2 separate regions of the Larimichthys crocea genome follow, and region 1 is linked to region 2. Evidence: chromatin contacts called from public Hi-C data. All regions are on one chromosome and are shown on one strand. Each heading gives the region's core, a stretch centred on a gene start, on an enhancer-like site or on the middle of the called end of the contact. The rest is flanking DNA. Distances are from core to core; before and after follow the strand shown.

Region 1 (5,449 bases), core at 1,834-4,333, 220 kb before region 2:
GGTGTTATCTCTTTGTTTTTCCTATTAAAGAAAAGAGTTTTGTGTGTGTGTGTTTTTTTTTTTTTTTTCTGTTGGAAGGAAAAATGAAGTATTTATTTATCAGTGGTACATTCCTTCTGCCTCGCTGGGGGGTTGGCCCCCTGATGTTTAGCTGCTACAGTACAGATCTGTGTCAGTTTGTAACAGAAATGACTCAAGTGTTTACTTAAAAGAGAAAGTGTGGCAGGGAGTGAAGTTTGGGGACTTTAGTCTTATTGGTTTGGTTCTTCCAGACTAATCAATGGAAGAAAGAGCATGAAACCATCTTAAACACCAAATTGGAACAGGTCTGCTACAGTATTGAAAGTCAAACATTACAGCTCGTTTGTAAAATCAGAGCAAAAAGTACAGAATATTATTATATTGCAGATATGCTGTGTGATAGAAATATGAATATATATATGCTGAAATGATTTTTTTTCTTTTCTTATTTGTATGCAAAATATTTTTAAATGATTTGTCATGTCTTATCAAATATTCCTCTTAATTTTAATCTGTGCATGACTTTTTTTCTCTTCTTTTTCAACATAATAAACAGTTGAAACTCAACCTGTGTTTGTGTTATTTAATTGCTACTATTAGCTTATACTGTGTTTGATAGAGTACAGTCTTTAAAAAAATGTGCAGCATGGTGTTATGTACATTGCCCTGAAGACGTTCCAGGTCATCAAGAAAGCAATGAAGTACAACATTAGCAAATTTTGCCACTTTATAAAGACCCCTTACAAAGAGAGGTTATGTAACTGATGACTGCATCAATGCATTATTGTTTAATCAAATAATTTACCAGTACTAAATGTTACGGGAATTTTAAAGAAAAAACCCTTAAATAAGGAGGATCGGATTCAAAGCATCAAAGTTTAGGTTGAATTTATTGTTCTTGTACAAGAGGAGCGTTTCACAGTGCAACACACTAAAGGGCGTACAGAGAAAAAGGCTCCCTGAAGAGCTCTGCCAGTTGGTTCTTGTTAACAGACAATTTGCATATAATGCATCTAAACTGTTTTCTTCAACATATCCCCTAATCAGTAGCCAGTATGTCCCCAATCTAGATGTCACCTCTCTGATCTGTCCCTGGACCTCATTCTGTTCTGAAATCCCTCTATTCATACATTAACCTGAACTTTACCTTACCCTGCCAGTCTCAGTAAAACAGCAATAAAGAGAAATGCCCTCAAGACATGTAATAAATAGGAACAAACATCATATATAAGTTAAAACATCTAAATAGCTGTATAACCCTGATTTTTATGACACTAAATACCAAAAGTGTGGGATAACCAAGTATTTTTCTAATGTCATCTTCAAACAGAAATATGCCACTGAGCCCTGTAGCCGCTAACTATGAATATTTCCTAAGATTCTTTATAGGAAAAATCATTATTCCCTAATGTCTAAGCTAAGTGTGGACACAGTTGGACTACTTTATCAATAATTAATAGCTGTTTGGTCAATGGCTGTGTCCCAGCTTGCTTTAAATTTGCTGTCATTCACCCTCATGATCAAAAAACATAATTTAGATCTGTCTGTTCCAAATAATTACAGATCAAAGCTCTCATTTTTATCCAGATTTCTTGAAAAAGCGTTCCTGATAAATTCAGTCTGGTTTCAGGATGGGCCATAACTGCTCTATTTTCCAAAAATCTAAAAACACTCAAATATACTCTTTCCATTGAAGATGTAAAACCATGGATGACAAAAAGCATCATTTGGCTAAACCAGAATAAAACTGAAGTCCTTCTGTCTCTCACCCACAATCAATGTCCTCAGGCCTCTGTCATTAAATGTAAAGTCTCATGCAAAAAATCTCAGTTTAAAATATGATAAACATGTCACATATTTGGAGCCTATAGTTCACGTTGCAGTTCTCTTTATGTAGGAATCAGCCCTGTGTAGGAAGCCCTGTCTTGCCTTTCCTTAAATCCTCACTGATACAAGAAGTACAGAACTGATTTTAAGACTTCATTACTTCCGTGCATGACTATTTTTTCTTCTTTTTCCAACATAATAAACACCTGAAACTCAACTTGTGCTTATTTTACTTGTACTTTTAGCCTATAATGTTAATATGTGTTTGTTAAAGTACACTTAACAAAATGCATTTCATTACATTGTCCTGAAGATGTTGCACTGACAATACTGCATGTAGCAGGTATGGCAGGTCATCACTTTAGGTGGAGCGAACAGTGAAATACAATTTTATTGCTCTTTAAACGCACTTTTGTCAACATTTGTTGATTCCATATGTGCTCTATAAATAAACTTGACTTGACCTTAACAAGACCAAACTTGTGAAAAAGGACTTCAGTACTCTTCAACACTCCTTCGTAAACAGGTCCCTAATGCAAATCTTTTTTGTTAATCTACATTTGTACACTATTTTTTCAATATTTTGCATATTATGTCATCTTCCCTGTATAGCTTTATTTTTATATTTTACACATTTTTAGTTTTGTTTTTAAATAAACATTTTATTGATTATTAAAGTATTTCTGATTCTGATCTGATTCTGATTCTGACATTAATTTATTAATGACTCCAGAAGGCTTACTAATAACTAACTTACAGCATTAATTATTGGATTAAAAACATTTTTAACTGCATTTTATATAATAAAAATAAAGCAGGAGACCTGTCAATGGGTAATAACCTGACAATCCAAAATGTATTTTAATTAATACTTGAGGTTTAGTCACTGATTTAAAACCATAACAAAAGCATTACTTATAACTTTATAAAGGCCATCTTATTAGAGAGTGGTGCCAGTGACATGATATCGTTTACCTTCATACTTTGGCTGAGACGTAATTGTCGCGCATTTGTGTCCGGCTCTGTTTGTCCATCGCGTACTCCGTAGTGACTCATGTTGCGGACACTTGTGCGCAACTTTTACGCAAACTATGCGCCAACGAACTCCACTGTTCATTCTCCATTTTCTATAAAATCAAATGATATATTATTGTTAACACTGTTGGAGTACATCAGCGCCACACATTTTATTTATTTTATATTATTTTTTAAATATTTCATTCATCTTTATTCTTTACTCGACTGCGCATTGTCACGTGATCAGTCTCGTGACAGCAGGAGGAAGAAGGAATGACAACAGCGCGAGGATGCCGCAGCAGCTCTGACACTTTTCAGCACCTCGTCTTTTATTTACACAAAGCTGCGGACAACGATGACTTCGGTGATAAAAGAAACACAGAGGTGGGCAGTTTGCTTTAAAGTTCAGCTGCCTGTAGCCTGACTGAGACACGAAGGCATCCTCAAAGTTATCCGTGTTGTTATTTGACGCATAAAAACATGGCTTAGGGTTAATTTATGTTACTGCTGGCATCATCAACCTGTGGGTGGGAAATATATGATACTAACTGCAAACACTGTGGTGGGAAACTGTACTGGAGTGCAAATCTTAAAATGTTCATAGTGAGAGCTGGCACAGTGCTCCACACAGACACGGAGCTATCACTACATTTGAGAGGGACATCTCAAATTTCAGGTTATTGTGTTCACAAGTTGATAACTAACTGTAGCCATGATGAATAATTTTAGGCTGAGTAATCACAACCTGGGGCTAAAAAGTCACAATTCTTTAAGCACAGCAGTTCTGAATTATTTATAGTGTTACTTCCTGTTTACTGTGACTGAATTGTTATTATTTAATTGATTGAAATAACAATAATAGGATTTTAATTTAGATCAAGAGTCAAGGATGTATGTCATTGCCCAAAAGACTGAGAATACATTACACGTACTGTACATATTCACATGCAAACATGTGGAAAATCTAAAACCAGTTATTATGTAAAATGCAACTGTGGCTTGAATCCACCGTTCTTCAGAAATAGTTATTTTAAGTACAGCAGGAAGTGTTTATGATACTGCGACCTGACTCTGTGGAATTACTACTTGCATGTAAATGTGAAATTAAAATGTGCATTTTAATGTACATATGGACAGCTAGTGAAATAGTTGCAGCATATTTACATTAGTGTGTGTGTGTGTGTGTGTGTGTAGACCTAATTGTCTCACATTTATCTACACACAGCCTCATTTTAGGTTTATAATGTGTGTGTTTGTTGTTAATGTAAAGAGGCAACTTTGACAGCTGGACTGAAATATAATAATAATATTTATGACGTCATACTTGGGCAGTAAACCTTTTTTCATTCGGTTACTTGGCTGAAAGATCTGAGTTCTTTCTACAACGCTCTTGACTCTTTTTTCTTTTTTTTCAAACAGCATAAAAGAAGCAGTGACTTTCATCAACGCGATCGATGTGAACAAGTTCTCCAGGCTGATCTCCCGCATCATACAAAAGCTTCATCTAAAGGTACAGAGACTCCACAGTGTTATCCGTGCCAAAGACAATAGGCTTTTGGGGGCTTTTGCAGCAAAGCTGTAGTGCCAGAGAGAGCACTGCATGCATAATTTGAGCATCAGTCAGACTTGGCTCTAATGAATGCACACTCATGCCTGGACCTGTTGATCTCTCTGTTTTTTTTTCTTTTTTTACAAGACTTTACTGGCTGTCAAAAGGTGTCAGTCATTTATTTCAAGAACAATTTGTCTGTTAAGTTTAACGCAATGAGAAATTAATTTTGTTCATGAACAATGTTACGTTTGACATGTTAAATCATAACAAACCACAGGAGTGACTAATAACGCTGCTGAACAACTGTTTTTCTGTGTTATGTATTCTAAAGCTGCTTGATATTTTGTAAAAGTTGTTGATGTCTTGGAGACTGTGATATTTGGAGGATCTTTTCACATCAGACAATAAATTATGTTTTCTTCACAGGGAGAGCGGACATTCAGTGAAGAAGAGGAGCAAAAACTCCAGGCTGCTCTCTCATTGGATAAACAGGCTCTTAATCTAGTCCTGGAAACTTCTGCTTTTATACTAGAGCAGGTGAGCTGTGGTCATCTGACATTCTTTGTTACATTATTGCGTTGGCTTTAGCTATTTTATGTTTAACATGATTTAAATGCTTGATTTTACTAGGTTGCAGTATAGTTCTTGTATAGATTTATTTAGTATTTTTAAGTGTTAAGGTTTTATACTCTTGTCTCTTGTCCACTTAGATATGTTATTTCAGTTCTGTCCATTTTACCTCTTGGGGTTGTTTGTCAGTGACCATGAAAACTGATTATTATTACCTACACCATGCAGCTGCTCCCAAGTAGGGGTGGGTCTTGACAAATCACAATCACAATTCACAAACTAAACTGAAATGTTTTTTAAATTTTTCAATAACCAGATCAGTTTCTCCATTTGCACCATTAAAACATAATATTGCTTGAAACATACTAGACAGGTTTAAAAATGGTGATTAAAACCTGAGTCTAATTTATAGTTGTAAACAGAAGCCAAATATTGACATCATCATAAAATGGCACTTTTCAA
Region 2 (5,548 bases), core at 2,331-4,830:
TAAGCATCTACAATACACAAAAAGAATCATGGAACACAAAACTTAAAGTGATTAAATACTATACACACAGATTGAGACAAAAAAACAAGAAGGTGGCACTTGAGGGAATGAGGATGGGTGGTGGATGTAGTGATTACTGTTGGTGGACAGCAGATATCATAGATATGTAACGTTAAATGTAAAATATATTGGAGGTAATGCATCAACCTAAACTTCAGCAACAACCAGATTGTGGATTTTACTGTCCACTGTCTATTTTTATTATTATTTTAAAACAGTGCTGACATTTCATGCCTATTTTCTCCAGATTAACAGTCTTGTAGGTTTTGAGGGATGCTGCCAAATATATCTTGGACCAGGCACAGAGATGATCAGATATTTTTAGGACCTCTTCTAACTTCCAGCTCTCTGCCCCTACCACTGAAATACACAGCTTCGGCTGAGAGTACATGATGCTCACTGAGACAGAAAAAAATGAATACTTGATACTATTTGATACTTGATACTACTACACAGCAAAAAGAAAAACAACTGTCCAAGGCGCACAAAATAGGATTTTGCTTTTGCACACAATGCTGGTATAGAAAAAGTCACATACCAATGCATTTGTAACTATATAAATAGTAATTAATATTATTATTACAATTCAGTCTGTATCCTCCCTGTTATTTCATCTTTGCAGCCTTAGATTAAAAATCTATTTGGCCATCTTTATTTATCTAACCTTCATATACTTTAACATAAGATACTTTTAACAATCCTAAATAGGAGATTGTAGAACAGGGTGTTTTTAGTGCCTGCACTGAAAAGAAACTGCAGCTAGCAAATAACTACACACTCTTACACAAACTCAGAGAATTCAATATAACACTGAAGAGCAATATCCTTTATACACCATGGACTAGAGTTAGTCTATGAAAGAATTCTCTTTTATTTTCTCTGTGAATGCTGCTCAAAGTCAAACCCACTGGCAGAAAACTGAGATGGTAAAACTAGACAGGGTGACATTAATACACAAGGATGGATGGTGTGTGTAGGTGTGTGCACAAGCCTGTGTGCAAGAATATTATGTGAAATTTTTTTTCTACATGGAGTGCACATAAATGTAACCTTCAGTGATGCAGTGGTCATGCATGTGTGTGTCAAAACTGAAAGGTGATGTAATATTTAGCACAGTTATACTATGAAGCTACATCTTTAATAATGCTGTGACCTACTTCCTGACTGGAAAGTCAACAGTTTCATCATCACCACCATCTAACTGCCACGACAATAAATGTCGCCAACCTTCCCTAATGTTACTGACATGTCAGCCATTTTAATTATTCACAGAGAGTGTCTGTCCCATTTATCTCTGCATGCTTTAATTGGGTTTGAAGCCTCCAACCCCCCCATCCTCACTCACTTCCCCATTCAGTGATGTTTTGCCCATTATAATTGACCAGAATGTGCAGAAATATAGTCCATTAATTGAAATTAAGAAGTCAGCTGCTGGCTAAATATTATGTAGAGCAAAGATAAGATTACATATTATAATGTACATATTCTGTGTTCATTCACTGTCATGAATGAATGAGTCTCATCTTTTCTCATTCTCCATGTTATTTTTGACTATAATAGTAACAATATTAATTATTATTACATGTTCATAGATAAGATAAGGCAATAATAATACCACCAATAAATAAATAAAATTGCATTGCTTACATTATATTTACAGTGAGACTGCTGGCTCACTTCAACCATTTGGAGGTCAAAATAAATCAAGAGGGACACCTTGTGGTTATTTAGGCTTAATGCAAGGACTCAAAACACGTTCCACCAACCCCTCTGTCCTTTATCACAGAGACAATATTGCATGAGAGGTACATTAAAACTCTATTATGGAAAGTTATGGAAAGTAATTTCATACCACTTAAAAAATTAGACATAGAAAATTATAGATTCATTTTCCCGGTATACCAAATACCAATAATTTTTTGCCCTTAACAAAAAATGACCAAGATAGTGCTCCTTTAATGACAATGATGTTCGCATCTTGGACAGGGAAGACAGGTGGTTTGAAAGAGGAGTGAGGTAGGTTATCTATGTAAAAGTAGAGAAACCTTCATTCAACAGAGGAGGAGGCCTCAGACACCACTTACCCCCCAGCTACAATGCTGTCCTTTCATCACTCCCCAGGAGACTGAACAGCACTTCACACCTCATGTGACTCTAACGACCATCGGCCACACCAGACCTCAGGTGACCATCACTGACTCTGACGACAGTTGTCACAATGGGCAGGTCTACAAGCTTTCCTAGTATAAACACACAGACTCCCCACCAGTCTTCTCTTCTATCGATCTATAAACACTCCAGTTGCCCCAGACTTAAACCTTTTTTGAAGAAAGATGACGTGGACTATGGACGACTGAGTACCTTCACAGAATAAAAAGAAAAAAATATATATAATTTATATTCTACAATTAAGCAAACAGCACATTCAAATAGATGGCAACTATGCCAGTGATGTGTTTAGTTTCATTTGCAAATAGCATTGAAATACTAAATTGCTAGAACATTAACTGATGTCTCACCTGAGTGTGGTGGTGCAGAAGTGTACAGGGAGGTGTGGTTACAGGTGCACCTGAACACAGCTAAAATGTTTGACAGTTTAACCAGTTTGTGTCTCCACAGATCTCCACTGTTTGTTTCATCTTGACACCATGTGTTGGTAAAATAATAGTTAGAAACTAGAAAAAATTCTAAATTTTGAGTGTGCCCTGTCGCCCCCATACAATATTATTATTGACACTGCTCAGCAAATTCATACATTTGAATTGAGTCTTTTTTTTTGCCTTTATATTGCTTTAACTGTAGGCAGGTGTGTGCTTTATTTCTACGGCCACTTTCTATTTTTTATAGTTTTTGTATAGATGTTTAGCACGGGTTAACTTCTTAACACAGTTTTTGTATAGATGTTTAGCACGGGTTAACTTCTTAACACAGTTATAGATTTATTTTCTATGAAAATGTTTAATTCCCGTGCACATTTTTTACTTTTACTGTTTAACTCCTGGACATTTTTAATTCCTCTGTACATATTTAAATCCTATGCAAATGTTTAATTTCTCTGCAAATTCTATCTATCTATCTATCTATCTATCTATCTATCTATCTATCTATTCAAGTATATTCAAGTATATTTAAGTATAAACCCGGAGGACCTGCTTGGTGTTTTAATTTGGGTGAATGTGGAAATCTGTGTGCTTGATTGCCTGCAAAATCTATTGTTGATGTAACTGCCAAGAGCAACTTGAGGGTTGAAAATAGGGAAATTGGGTTTTAAAACAAATCACAGTTCTGCCAACATTGGCGTATTTAAATGAATCCTCATATGGAGTGGAATATTACGTCTAAATATCTATCTAGAGTACAAAAGTCTATCTATCTATCTATCTATCTATCTATCTATCTATCTATCTATCTATCTATCTATCTATCTATCTATCTATCTATCTATCTATCTATCTGATTCCAAAGCTGCCCTCTCGCCCCTGCTGTCAAAACTACAAGGACCACAATGCATTGCGGCGTAATAGTCACTATCATGACACATCTTCAACATAAGGAAAAGCTTCCTCCTTGGAAACGTTTTATTTGCTAACCTTGGGGAGACGTTGGCTCCTTGTTGTGGTTGGCAGCCTGAGAGGTAACTCGGAAACTGTTCGCACCGGGAAGCGGAGCGTGTCAGGCGCTGAATGTGTGTCACCAGTGATCCGCAGCTAGCTTTGTAGCTCAGGAGCTCGCTAAAACAGAGCATTGCGTGCTAGTGCGCGCTAACGCTAGCTAACTGGGAGACCGTAACATTTAACGTAGGAGAGCTGCGGTCAGCAAAGAGAGCAGCTCAAAGAGGGACCTGCTGTCCGTGTGTCTACAGGACATGCTTCAAAATAACCACACAAAGTAAGTCACTAAGTGCTTTCTCCCACATCGGCCGCGTCACCGTGTTTGTTGTCAAACTGCAGATGGCTAGCTAAACTTGACAGCTAAGTTAGCGTGTGATTCGAGGACTTGGAAACATTCAGCTAATGTATGAAAGGTTTGCCTAAAAACACGAAGACATCTATCAAATGACGCGTTTTTATTTATTTTATTTAAACGGGTGACACGGTGTCAGCCAGATGTTGTGGTGTCATTTGCTCTGTGCTGGCGTGTGAAACGTTATCACGTGAGTTGCCACCACTCAGGAAACATAACTCACATTTTCTCCAGTTATAAAACACTTTAACATTACTGCCGCACTTGGTGTTCACGTCTTTTGACCAGACTACGACCGTGACTATCACAAGGACTTTGTTTCGATAACTAATATTTTGTATTTAACGTCAGAATAACCAGTTATGTGCGTCAGCTTGCGCCTAAAAAGGTGACATACAACTACACCAGTAAGCCTTTTAAACCTGATATATGTTCATTTTTGTTCCATGCGTGTTAAGTTCCTCAATTCTTGCGTGTATGATTGCAAAGTTTATTGTGCTAAGAGACAATGAAGACAAACTGAGGCACAAAGTGGATTAACTGGACTTGGAGTGTTGTAGTAAGGTGTAAGCTTACACTGTGCTGACCCACTTGGCTCATAGACACCTGCTCTGCACCATTTCAATAATGGCCTTTTTTTTATGTCTATTGGCCTTGATTTACAGCCAACATCCAGATCTAAAACACTGGATTTCTTAAAAGTCAGTGTTGTTACTCATATATCAAATAACCTGATCTGTCTCTATTACTTTAGCACCTCCTGGAGTTGTTGTAATACGGCTGGACTGCATTGAAAATATGTTATTATAACATATCTAGTGTCTCTTACTGTGACTGTAATACAGTCGGCCTCTTTATGGACAACAGATGCAACTCAGCCGCTTGCTAACTTTGATGCCATTACTTGAATAAACGTAATAATGAAAGCTAAATAAATCATCAATCAGTGATGCAGTTTTAATTATTATGCACTGATGACAGTCATTTGCTTTTTTAAATGGCAGCGCACAGAAGTTGTCACCGGCCTCCTAAAAAGTCTTGACTCCCAGAATGTTACAGACTTGGACTTGCATGGCATCAACTATTCCAGCATCCCCTTGCTTGTCCTTTATTTTATATATATATATATATATGTATATGTATTAGGCTTCCTCAAAGCCCTCCTCCAGGTTTCCATCCACCCTAGTCATCGCAGTTCCTGAATATGCTAATTAGTTTGTCACTAAACAAGCTGACTGTGTTTATTTTTGCAGTGAAGGAACTCTCAGTGATAACCTCTAAAATGGCTGACACATTGCATGGCATGGATTTTAAGATAAGGCCACTGGGGTCGAATGAGCTTTGACACCACTGTGCCTTTTTCAGCTGCCTGCATGTCAGATAGGTTCAATTTTTATTTGCTGTGGGTCCTCTCACAAAACTACTTGTATGTTTTTGGGCATCAGTGTCCCATTTTGTGACAAATTTTTTATGCGTTTTTTAACTGGCTCAGAAAAGTGTAAAAGTAAATGTTATGACTTAAACG

The links. A called contact is a pair of places that touch in the nucleus more often than the background predicts.
Region 1: a contact with region 2 is called in a Hi-C map of muscle, with 10 times the contacts expected there. The contact joins the promoter of commd10 here to the promoter of dmxl1 in region 2. A contact is called at or near these places in 5 of 7 Hi-C or Micro-C datasets (all in muscle).

Annotation. Positions count from the first base shown.
Region 1 is chrIII:37,436,332-37,441,780 of L_crocea_2.0, reverse strand. It overlaps commd10 (COMM domain containing 10), which reads left to right and starts at 3,083. Exons shown (of 7, transcript XM_010733191.3): 1 at 3,083-3,249; 2 at 4,285-4,375; 3 at 4,844-4,954. The coding sequence starts at 3,221. ap3s1 (adaptor related protein complex 3 subunit sigma 1) reads left to right here. Exons shown (of 6, transcript XM_010733190.3): 6 at 1-588.
Region 2 is chrIII:37,221,432-37,226,979 of L_crocea_2.0, reverse strand. dmxl1 (Dmx like 1) reads left to right here and starts at 3,580. Exons shown (of 50, transcript XM_019269763.2): 1 at 3,580-3,948.